Linked DNA regions of Mus musculus: region 1 is linked to region 2. A link is a contact called in public ChIA-PET data. All regions are on one chromosome and are shown on one strand. The core of a region is the stretch at or near the end of the contact, and the rest is flanking DNA. Distances in the headings are between cores, read along the strand shown. Region 1 overlaps Gm32564 (a long non-coding RNA gene). Region 2 has its middle 16 kb from the start of Gm32457.

The links. ChIA-PET counts read pairs in DNA pulled down with a chosen protein or histone mark.
Region 1: an RNA polymerase II ChIA-PET map of memory CD8 T cells shows a contact between it and region 2, with 10 read pairs. The contact joins two enhancer-like sites. A contact is called at or near these places in 1 of 484 Hi-C or Micro-C datasets (the C2C12 cell line), 1 of 115 datasets of contacts at active chromatin or transcription factors (memory CD8 T cells) and 1 of 9 other capture datasets (liver).

The regions. Positions count from the first base shown.
Region 1 is chr15:96,823,590-96,829,403 of GRCm38.p6, forward strand. All of the region lies in intron 1 of Gm32564 (a long non-coding RNA gene), which reads left to right. Among named protein-coding and RNA genes, the nearest start is that of Gm32564, 7.8 kb to the left of the region's middle. Within about 2 kb of position 4,147, at least 16 of the 459 cell types and tissues checked have an H3K27ac peak or open chromatin away from gene starts, as enhancers often do. A contact at or near this core is called in memory CD8 T cells, where this site is marked.
Region 2 is chr15:96,562,554-96,568,506 of GRCm38.p6, forward strand. No RefSeq gene overlaps it. Among named protein-coding and RNA genes, the nearest start is that of Gm32457, 16 kb to the right of the region's middle. Within about 2 kb of position 4,603, at least 105 of the 459 cell types and tissues checked have an H3K27ac peak or open chromatin away from gene starts, as enhancers often do. A contact at or near this core is called in memory CD8 T cells, where this site is marked.

The sequences.
Region 1 (5,814 bases), core at 2,897-5,396, 260 kb after region 2:
TGTATCTTTTCTTCTATTCTACAAGGTCTTCTTTTTGCTATGTGTTCTGCTGATGGCTTAATCTTTCCTTCCTTCCTTCCTTCCTTCCTTCCTTCCTTCCTTCCTTCCTTCCTTCCTTCCTTCCTCCCTTCCCTCCCTCCCTCCCTCTTTCCTTCCTCCCTCCTTCCTTCCTTCCTTCCTTCCTTCCTTCCTTCCTTCCTTCCTTCCTTCCTCCCTTCTTCTTTCCTCCCTCCCTCCCTCCCTCCCTCCCTCCCTTCTTCTTTCCTCCCTCCCTTCTTCTTCCCTCCCTCCCTCCCTCCCTCCCCCCTCCCTCCCTCCCTCCCTCCCTCCCTCCCTCCCTCCCTCCTTCCTTCCTTCCTTTCTTCTACCTCTTTCTTCTTTTATTCCATTCTAGGTTTTCTAGTTGGTTCATTTTTGGCTTTTAAACCTCCTTCCCTTTTTTTCGCCTCCACGTTTTAAAATCTTCCCTTAAGCTACCGACTGTTTCATCCACCTTGATGTCTTTCTCGTGTAGGTTCTGGGTTAATTTGGCAACTTTCTTATTTAGGTTCCAAACTGATTTTCTTTCTTCCTTCCTTTGCTTATTTAACACAAGGACACTGGTCCTTTTAAAAGTGGGATCTGAAATATATTTCTGGTTCTCAGATCTGTCATTGTTTTCTGAGAAGTCACTAGCTCACGGGTGTTATAGTAGAGTGTTGTCTGATGTGTGTGTGTGTGTGTGTGTGTGTGTGTGTGTGTTCCTTTGTTGTGTTTTACATATCTGTTGGTGTGTATGTGGCCTCCAGCTTTTAGTTCTTTCTCTGTCTCCACCCTTTTCCCATTTCACTGTGTGTGCATCCTCTTGGTCAGCAGCCTTTGCTTGCGCTTATGTTTAGGGAAGCCAGCAGCAGTAATAAGCACAGTGCTTAGTTGGTGAGCTAGCCACTGGAGAAGACACGCGTGCTCTCTCCTAAGGCACAGAGGGACTACACACCTGGCTGGGGATGTCCAACCAGAGTTTGATTGCTAGGCTTCACATGAAAGCTTACAACTCCAGTTCCAGGGGAACACACACACACACACACACACACACACACACACACACCTGTATATAGCTCATGGTGTTTTTTAGGGGTAGGAGTATCAGTATTTAAGTTGTGTGAGCGGGATGGGATTGCAGGGGAGGGATAGGGGACAAAGCAAGGATGGAAGGAAAGTGTGTGTTAGGGTGTGAGAATCACCAGAGACAATATGAGCTTTAGGTTCAGAGAAAGGAAAAGCCAACAGAAAGAACTTTCCCAGTGACACTCATGTTATAGCACAACACATGCAGAATTAAAGTATAAAAGCATAAATTAAAAAAAAAACCACCCTAATCAGAGGGCAATTATTAAACCAAATAAAAAGTTATATTCAAAAACTAATAAAATAAAGAGATTTTTAAAAACCCTAAAAACAAAATTGGAAAAAAGTGAGCAATGTAATGAAAACAGACGATATTGTGCCCCAAGTCAGTATTTCATCCTGATTGGGGCTTCCTGTTTCATAGGCTTGCTTTCTTTATGTCCTTTCCTCCTTCCCTCCCTCCTCCACCACATACACCTTACACCACCCTCCAAAATTGGTGGTGAGTGTTGCTAGTCTCAGTGATTCAAGCATGTTAAACCATCCAATCCTACCAGAGAGAAGGGTTTTGTGGTTGAAGACCCTGTACTTTTAGTCTTTTTCTGTCAACTTGACATAAGTTTGGGTCCTCTGGGAAGAAGGAATTTCAATCGAGGACCCTCCTCCAGCAGATTGGCCTGTAGGCAAATCTATGGGGCATTTCTTGATTAGTGATTGGCATGGGAGAGCCCCACCCATTGTACGGGGGCCACCTCTGGGCAGGAGGTCCTCAGAGTGTAGCTCAACGTGAATCCAAGAGCAGGCCAGTTAGCCGCTTTCTCTCCTCCGAGGTCCCTGCTTCTACTCCTGCTTGAGTTCCTACACTGACTTCCATCAACGGTGGTCTGTGATTGACTGTGTAAACCAAACGAACCCTCTCCTGCCCACGTTGGTTTTTTCTGTGGTGTTTTTATGACAGCAAAAGAGAGTGCAGGCCCAGGCAGCCACTTTCTTGCCAGACTCTCTGGTGTCTGATTCCCAAGGTTGATATTTTTGGGGCTCTGTGGGATCATTTGGTCTCTGTAGGGTTGTCTTTGCCTGAGACCCTGAGGTCATATGAAGGGCCTACCCACCTACATTCACCTTTCTTCAGTGCCTCTGGAAGTTCCACCACGCACACATCGTAGGTTCTCAACCCCTAGACTCCACAGCTTGCCCCTCATTGTGGACATGGGGGTGGAGTGGAGGTATAATGTGTTACAAGCTAGAGAGATCTCCCAGCTTCAGACTCCTAACACAATTTTGCAGTCTCCACCATCTGTGCTGTTGGGGATTCACTGTCATCAAGATGGTACTGCAGGTTCCGAGTTCTGCGGTGCCCTCCCTCCCGCCCCTCCGACCCCTTGCTCCTCTGGGCTGTGGAGGTGAGAGAATGGTGGACACTGCTTGTCTCTCACCTGAAGACTCTCAGGCCCCTTTCCGATCCTGTGCCCACAGCTTCCTGTGTTACAGTCATTTGTTCAGTCCAGACAGACTGAATTCTCCATCCAGTTTGGGTTTCTAGTAGCAGACACTATTTCTCCTGCTGGGTCTATGGCTACCTGCGCTCAGAGTTTTTGAACAAGATTCTCTTGGGGGGGATGGAGCTCAGCGTGAGCAGGTTAATAAGGCTGGAGGTGCTAGCTGGCCTTTGTGGGGAACATCCCACCTAGTTTTATTCCTGTTTTCTGTAACTGTTTCCCTTACTACTCTCTCAGTGGCTTTTCGTCATGACTTTCTTTCATCTGATCCCACGGGGCCAGGGGTGGGGGGATTCTTATTACCATCCTGCCACCGTGACCTTAAAGCACCGATACCCTGGTTTGGCTTGGTTTTGTTTGCTTGTTTGTTTTGAGTCAGGGTCTCACTGTGTAGTCTTGGCTGCTTCAGAATCTTTAAGGAGAGCAGGCTGGCCTCTAATTCACAGAGATCCACCTGCCTCTGCCACTGGAGTGCTAAAATCGAAGGTCTGCCCAGCAGGAGAAATAGTGTCTGCTAACTAGAAGTCTGTTCTTAGGGGTAGGAACCATTTAATTTAAAAGGCAGATATCTGGAATGAAGGGAATGTCCATCCAGGATGCTATCTCCCCTAACCCTCTATTCCATGCTGTTTACTGGCAATAGGTTCTGGGGGCGGATGAAGGACTGAATAAACAGTCAGGAAACAGGAACAGTGAATTTTTTTTTTCTGAGTTCAATCTACAGACCTGCAATTTAGTGATTCATGTCTGGCCTTTTGCATCCAGCCAGCATCCTGCCTTTCAGTGCTTGTTGTAGACAAATAGAAGATAAAATATTTTCTGGGCTACTCCTAATAAGGCTTCCTCGAATTTGTGGTCGTCTTCCTCCAACCTCCAGGGAAGTTCTCTGATCTACTGGATAATAAAAAGAAAGCTTAATAAACACGACTTTGGCTAGCCCTTTCTCACTGAAGGGAGTAGTTTTGTGGCTGTTGTCTGGGATGCTAATCAGAATGAAGGAAGTTCATTTTAGCTGATTTTAAAAAAAAGTCTAAAAGTTGTTCTCTGCTTTATTTTGTAGAATAAGGAATAGTTTTTGAAGAGCAAAGAAGCAAACTCTGTCTTTTTTACATTCAGTTTTAAGGTGGACTATAATTTTTAATGCCTATACTGTAAGCACGTTATGATTTCCCAAAATAACTTAAGCGCAGTGCATACACTCGACTGACAACCTTTTGTTGTACCAACAATATTGTAATGACAAGAGCAGAAACCAAACAAGAGAAAGAAAAAGACCCTCTCTGATCTGCCACTTTAGTTAATGGCTCTTGATGTTGCTTTCCGGTTCCTGTCAATCTGGCGGTCTAATCTTCAGATGGTTACAATCTTTCACAGTGGTCTGACTTTGCAAGGCAAAGGTTGCTACTGGTGTTTTGTAAACCTTTCCTTAGCTGCTTTGCAGTTCTAAAAGCCAAGACATTTTTGTTAGAAGACTGCCAGAGAGTGATGGGTTTCTTCAAAGAAGTGTCTTAACCTCTGCGGTGAGAGGTGTCAGTTCTTAGCATCAGTGCCACCACGGAGTGCTGCTGGGTTGCACTTTTATTGCTTCAAGGAAGATAACAGCAGGTCAGGGACAAACAGAGAAAGGATCAGAGGACACAGGACTACGCTGGGGTCCCTGGGAACCGAGAAGACCTCAAGACTCCCTTTTCTGTTCTCAGAAACACAAAGGGAAAGATTTTTCAGTGCTGCTTGGCTGAACGGGAGGTGGCCTTCCAGAGGCGAGGAGTCCAGAAGGACATCTAAGATTGCCGGCAGCCAGTCTTGTGAAAGCATCTTCTCATGTGCGGACCCCTCCGCTCAGACGACTACAGCTTGTGTCAACTTGACATAAACTAGCCAGCTCTCTGTTGGCACAGGTTTTGTGGGAGGGGCTGGGATCTCCGTACGTGACAAGCCCACAAAGATCTGCTCTGAGGAAGCCACCAGCCTAGTGGAGAAGACAGAAGTCTCACTCAAAGCATGGTGTAAATTCAAAATTAAGTCTACAATAGGTGCAAAGAGCCAGAGTGCAAGGGGACTAGGCAGACCATGATCTGGGCATGAAAGCATCCCTGAGGAGCACTGGCAGCCTCAATAGAAAAAATAATCTTGACTAGGTTATGGTTGTGTCTTAGTCAGGGTTTCTATTCCTGCACAAACATCATGACCAAGAGGCAAGTTGGGGAGGAAAGGGTTTATTCGGCTTACACTTCCACGTTGCTGTTCATCACCAAAGGAAGTCAGGACTGGAACTCAAGCAGGCCAGGAAGTAGGAGCTGATGCAGAGGCCATGGAGGGATGTTCCTTGCTGGCTTGCTTCCTTCCCCTGGCTTGCTCAGCTTGCTTTCCTATAGAAGTCAAGACTACCAGCCTAGGGATGGCACCACCTACAATGGGCCCTCCCCACTTGATCACCAACCAAGAAAATGCCCCACAGCTGGATCTCATGGAGGCACTCCCCCAGCTGAAGTTTCTTTCTCTGTTATACCTCCAGCCTGTGTCTAGTTGACACACAAAACCAGCCAGTACAGGTTGCTACCCGGTTGTAATGTGTTAGGTCCATAGTGAAAAGTGTCCCAGTGAGGTCTGGACTCATATTACCATGTGGGTAGGCATCGGTTTAGGGGCAGCATGGGGCTCGTTACTGAGCATTCAGTCAAGTGGGTGGTGTAGAGAGGATAGGGTTATAACTCAGTTGATTCCAAAGCCTGGGCACTGGCTTTACGTCATCCCATCTTCTGCCCTGTCGCCGTAGATACCAGCAAGGGAGAAAGACGTTGGGAAGGCTGTACCAGGCAGGTAGAACAGTGTGTGGGGACCTTTCTGCTGGAAGAAACCTAGCAGTATGCGAGGAGGAAAAGGGAGGGTCTTTCCCCATTGTTTTAAGTATGACTGGTGGAATGTAGCGGCATTTCAAGATCTCCTATGCTATGTTAGGTGTAAAAACCAAACCAACCAACCAAAACCAAAAACAAAACAAGACACCCAAACCAAGACTGATTCTCAGTGGCAATTGGAAGACTTGTGATCACTGCACCATGACCCATCCTCTACTGTCAAGAACTACTCCTTGGACTTGATCTTTTGGAAACTGGGGTTGTGATTTGCTTAGATTTCCTATACCCAACAGGATGGATTGCCTGCAGTGGGTCCTTGGAATGGGTAGACCAATATTAGGCGCCGTAGT
Region 2 (5,953 bases), core at 3,353-5,852:
TCAGAATTCCACAAGAAAAGGAAGTCAGGGTGGGAACTCAGGGCGGGAACCTGGGGGCAGGAACTGGAATGGAGCAGGGGCAATGGAGGGAACTGCTGATTGCCTTTCTCCCTGTGGCTTGCTCAGTTTGCTTTCTTATACATCAGAGGACCATTGCTTAGAGGCCGCAAGACCCACAGTGGGCAGGGACTTCCCGTATCAATCATTAACCAAGAGCCCTATGGACTTCTCTTCTGAGGTTCCTCTTTCCAGATAATTCTAGCTTGGGTCAAGTTAACAAAACAAAGCCAGCTAGGACTCCCTGCAATACCTTCTGAAAAGAAGAGGAGGCCATTTTGTGTAGGGCTCAGGAGATGTTGGTTCAAGAGAGAGGACTTCTATGGGACAGGCTCTTGGGGCTGGTTCCTCGGCTATGGTAAAATTTAAGTTAGCATTGCATTTGGCGCTCTATCTGAAAGACCATCAGTAGTCTGATAGTTTTGATACGCTGACGTCTGCCATTTGCTTACAGCCAGAACACTGTTGTTGGAGCAGTTTCCCAATTGACAGAAAGTATCCTTAGCCCAGGGGTTAGGGTCATTCATTCTTCTCCCCAGGTTTTGCTACAGTTTTTCATTTTGAGTTTAGTAGCAGAGAGGCTGAACCTTAACTATAGCCCAGAACAGGATAACCATTTCCAGAAAAGTCCTGTAGAGTAGCAATTGCGCAAAGGCCAGTCTGAGGGGGTAGTATGAAGGTCACAGGGTTCCTGCTCAGCTAGGGCTTAGCTGGTTGTTTCCTGGAGAGCAGCTGGGGGTCCTCCATTGCCTCACAGGCGCATGGACCTGCTTCTGGAGATACGATTGCTGGATTCTTCTCAGGTGGGGACACTGTGTGAGCTGTCAAGTCTCAACCCTGATGTGATGGATCCAGGAGTCTACATGCGTGACCTTAGTGACCACAGGAGTGGATAAAATGACAGGATCCTTATTGGCGCTTAGGGAAGGTGTCTCTTTGATTGTTTTGTTACAAGAACTACATCCCCAGGTGGGGTGGGGTGGCGAGGGAAGTCTCCACAGTCCTCATTTCTAGGTCTCATTTAAGTTCTGAGAGGACATGCTGGAACTTGGCTGATGGGTGATCTATGTTACCAGCTAGTTAGTTTCAAGATCATGTAACAAACCCCTTGAGAGGAAAGTCTCCCAGAGATTGCTTCACAGGGGGAGTTTTGGAGGACGAAGGACTAGACAAGAAGATTCAGTCAGTATAGTTATAGAGTTAGATAAGGGTCCCCCGGCCCCGCCCACCCCGGAGGGAGGGGAGCCAAACCACAGACAGCTGTAAGGTAGCAAGATCTAGGTAACAATTGTGGGCCAGTTTTAGCTGGTCTTGATGGTAAGTGAAAGGACTCTGGCTGACGTGAGAGTGGCCAGCATGACAGGAGTGGAGGGTGTGTTTAGCACAGCTCTGGTGGGCCTTGCCCTTCCCCCATCCCCTCTGTCTTGCTAACAAACCATTAGATTACATCCTTAAAGCTACCCACAAGGTCTATTCCCTTTTTTTAGCCACTTCCTCCTCCTGAAGCTGACTACCAAGGTCCAGCTATCAAAGTGTTGAAGTCCAGCAATCAAAAGCTCTCTTTAAGGGCTGGAGAGATGGCTCAGTGGTCAAGAGCTCTGACTGCTCTCTTCCAGAGGTCCAGAGTTCAAATCCCAGCAACCATATGGTGGCTCACAACCATCTGCAAAGGGGTCTGATGCCCTCTTCTGGTGTGTGTCTGAAGAGAGCAATCATATACGTAAAATAAATAAATACATAAATCTTTTTTTTTTTTTTTTTTGAGACATGGTTTCTCTGTATAGCCCTGGCTGTCCTGGAACTCACTTTGTAGACCAGGCTGGCCTCGAACTCAGAAATCTGCCTACCTCTGCCTCCAGAGTGCTGGGATTAAAAACATGTGCCACCATGCTGGCTCATAAATCATTTTTAAAAAGCTCCTTTGGCTCACTTAATTCATATGTCCAATTAAAATTAAACACCTCATCCTAACACTGTCTTTCCCCTTTGCCTTTATAAACCGCCATTTTCCTATGGTCCACATCTGTCTCCTCTCTATCCAGAGGCTGTCCTTTGTCTCGCTCCAGGACAAACAGTTCTGTCCCCTCTCCCTCTTTCCCTTCCCCTTCTTCCTCATCCTCTATCTCCTGCCTTTGTCCCTTCTCCCCTGTCCTTTGTCCCTCTGAAGTAAATAAGTCTTCGTTGTGTTGAGAACTTGGTCTTGGGCATCCTGAGCTGATACTTTTCCTAACAGTGAGGAAAGTTGACCACAGGGAACCTCAGACCATTTCTCTCTGTTTTGCAGAATCGATCCAGCTGAGGGGCAGTATTACAATTGAGGCTTCTCTGGAGGCAGGCTTTTCCCCCCGTCACCCATGGGGTATTGCGATTATGCCTCCTGACAAAAGAAAATCCGGGGTTTTGTTTGAGTGTCTGTCTTAGTTACGGTTTACTGCTGTGAACAGATGCCATGACCAAGGCAACTCTTATAAGGACGGCATTTAATTGGGGCTGGCTTACAGGTTCAGAGGTTCAGCCCATTATCATCAATGTGGGAACATGGCAGCATCTAGGCAGGCATGGTGCAGGAGGAGCTGAGAGTTCTACATCTTCATCTGAAGGCTGCTAGGGAAATACTGGCTTCCAGGCAGCTAGGGTGAGGGTCTTAAAGCTCACATCCACAGTGACACACCTACTCCAACTAGGCCACACCTCCTAATAGTGCCACTCCCTGGGCCAAGCATATACAAACCATCACAGTATCTGAAGGACCAAGTCTTCCCAGTGTTTGAGAAGGCAGGTGATTTGCAACTTCAGCAACCAGAAGAGGGAAGACAGAGAAAGCCTACCCCACCCCTAGTCCACACCTCCCCATGGCTCAGCTCCTGCCATCTCCTGGTTCCTCCTTTAGTCTTTCTTATGGCCATGACACCCTTCTGTGTTCTGTAGCTGTGCTTGCATCAAAGATATTTTTGATGTAGTCATTCTTCAACACACTTGCTTTGCTATGTGAGGTTTATAAAGGCTTATCTGTCACAGAGTGGGTGACTCCTCAATGAGGAGCATCCTAAAGCCATCAATGGCAGAACTGTGATTGGGAGGGGAAAATGGCCACGGTCCCAAGGACCATTAAGATAGAAGAGTCCATGGCTCAAGAAGTAGACATTCCAAGGGCACTATTGGATACCTGCACAGCAATATCCACTGACTTCCAAAGGTCCCTGTCCATAAAGACTAGGCCAGAGGCAGTTAAGGGGATATGCTAACTGGTTTTGTGTGTCAACTTGATACAACCTAGAGTTTGCACAGAGAAAGGATCTTCAGTTGAGGAAATACCTCCATGAGCTCAAGCTGTAAGGCATGTTCTCAATGAATGATCAAGGCAGGCAGGGGAGGGCCCATCCCTGGGCTGGTGGTCCTGGGTTCTAGAAGAATGCAAGCTGAGCAAGCCATGAGGAGCAAGCAAGCCAGTAAGCAGCACCCCTCCATGGCCTCTGCATCAGCTCCTGCCTCCAGGTTTCTGCCCTGCTTGAGTTCCTGTCCTGACTTCCTTTGGTGATGAGCAGCAATGTGGAAGTGTATGCTGAACAAACCCTTTCCTCCTGAACCTGCTTTTTTTGGTGATGTTGTTTTGTCACAGCAACAAAACCCTGAGACTGGGATGATGTTTGAGGTGGGAAAAGAAGCATCAGACAATGACCAGTAAAGATTCCCACTTCCCTTTCTGCACAGCTTTAAAGTAACTATGGGAGAACACTGCGGACTCACTCCCACTGAATGTACTGCCTGTTAAATGAGTTCACTAACCATAAAAGGACTGATGTCTGCCACTTTCTGCTCAGAGACTTCCTTTACTCACTCCCTATCTCCACATAGAGGCCAAACGCAGGCAGGAAAGAGAAGTGTGCCTCGGGACCAAAGAGGACTGCATCACTAGTCCATTTTAAAAGCTGTCGCACGTAAAAACATGGTACAAGTAGCTGGTTTTGCATGGCTTCAGTTGCAAGCCCAACACCATGGAAGTGCAGGAGGCACAGTCAATGGGCGCAGGCATGGGGGAGGTGTGACCTTCCCCGTGGGCCTTTCCCAGGAGCATAGTCCAGCAGGTACAGGGGAAAGAACAGCCAGCAATGGCAAGCAGAGAATCCGCTATTTGCCACCGTTCCTCCTCAAGATGTTTGGTTCGTTGGGTTCTAATCCCAGGGTTAGGTTTGGTTAGGAGTGACAATACCATTCCCCGGTTCTGCATGGAATAAGTTCAAGGAGGAAGCTTCTCCTAGGAGGGCAAGTGCACTGTTCCCTGCTCCTGGAGGGGGCGGGGCTGACTGTTCCCTGCTCCTGGAGGAGGCGGGGCTGACTGAGGCTTCCGGAAGTGCTCCTTGTGGTCGGAGAGGGGACCGGCAGATGGGCATGCTCCCTTCTGAGTGCTGCTTTGAGATGTTCAGTCGGGTATCCCAACCTTGAGTAAGGTTCTTCTCAAAGCCCAGAGGAGCTGTACCTGGGGATGCTGGTGCGCCTGTAGGGGAGCCACGAGCTTGCTGCATGGGACAGACAGAGAAACCAACATCCGGGAAAGACAGACGGTGGCGGTGGTGCAAGATGTCGAGAAAGTAAAAGTAATTTCCTCATTGGCACAGCAAACAGCTCCGAGGGGGATGGGAGTCTCCGGAGGTGTCTGGCCTTTCATGGAGCCTTGGGGTCCTCACCTTTGTTGGGATTCAGACCCGGGACAAACAGCTGAGGTGAATATTTAACATACCAAAGTAGACTTGGCTTCCAGGTTCTCCCAGCATTCCTCAGTCCCTCCCTAGCAGACCCTGAACTTTTCAGCCACAGAACTGTGTGAGGCAGCTCTATTTTGGACCAAGAAAGACTCTCCTTCTCTACAGATGAGTTGGAGATGCACACTTTGTAGAAAAGCCTTGAAGACACTAAAATAGGGGGAAGGCATGGGCACTGGCAGTTTTTCGGTGACCTTCCAGTGGAACACTACACAGCCTTGCAAATTTATTTTAAAAAGACCTATGGCAGGTGGATAAAATAATAGCCATAGCAGGCAGTGGTGGTGCACACCTTTAATCCCAGCACTTGGGAGGCAGAGGCAGGTGGATCTCTGAGTTTGAGGCCAGCCTGGTCTACAGAGTGAGTTCCAGGACAGCCAGGACTACACAGAGAAACCCTGTCTGAAAAAGCAAAAACAAAAAAAGAAAAAAAAAAAAGATAGTCATGAGCTACTAAAGTAGCCACCCAGGTATAGTCTCTTCATCACAGGCCTCTGCTCCCTGAAGCTTGCCCACGGCTGTTACAGACCACAGGCTAATAATGGGCTCCTCACAGCACGGCCTTGCCCAGAATCTCACAGAGAGGGACGGTGTGCCAAGGACCTTAAACTACTGACTACTGACACTCCGAGAGCAGACACTTGGGCACAGGCTTCTGAGCTGACCTCCCCTAGACACATCCCAGGCTGCACCAGTGCAGCAGCAAGCATGCCCGGGACTGTTTTCAATCCAGGAGCAACAGTTTTATGTACACCAAGTGACAACCCAAGGTCCAGCAGAACAGAATCCCAGAGGGCAGGATGACCTGAGAAGAAAAGCTTCCCTGAGCTGACAGGATTTTAATGCCCCATTTCATGGCTATATAAGGAAGCCATGGGTCCTTCTTCTCAAGCTGTCAGTGTACGGCAGTGCAGTAGAGTTTCCTCAACAAAACAGAATTAAACTTCTCTGTCCTCTCTGAACACTGTGACTGAGTCCCTCTACTTTGGCAAGGCAATGTTGCCCTGGCCTGCCTCGAAAGATCATGCTGGAGACTGCTGGCCATTTGACAGTAATGACAGTAATGACAGTAAGGAGCTAACGCCTGCAAAGCTCGCCCAAGAAAACTGGCCTAGAGCCAACCTTACAGGCCTGTA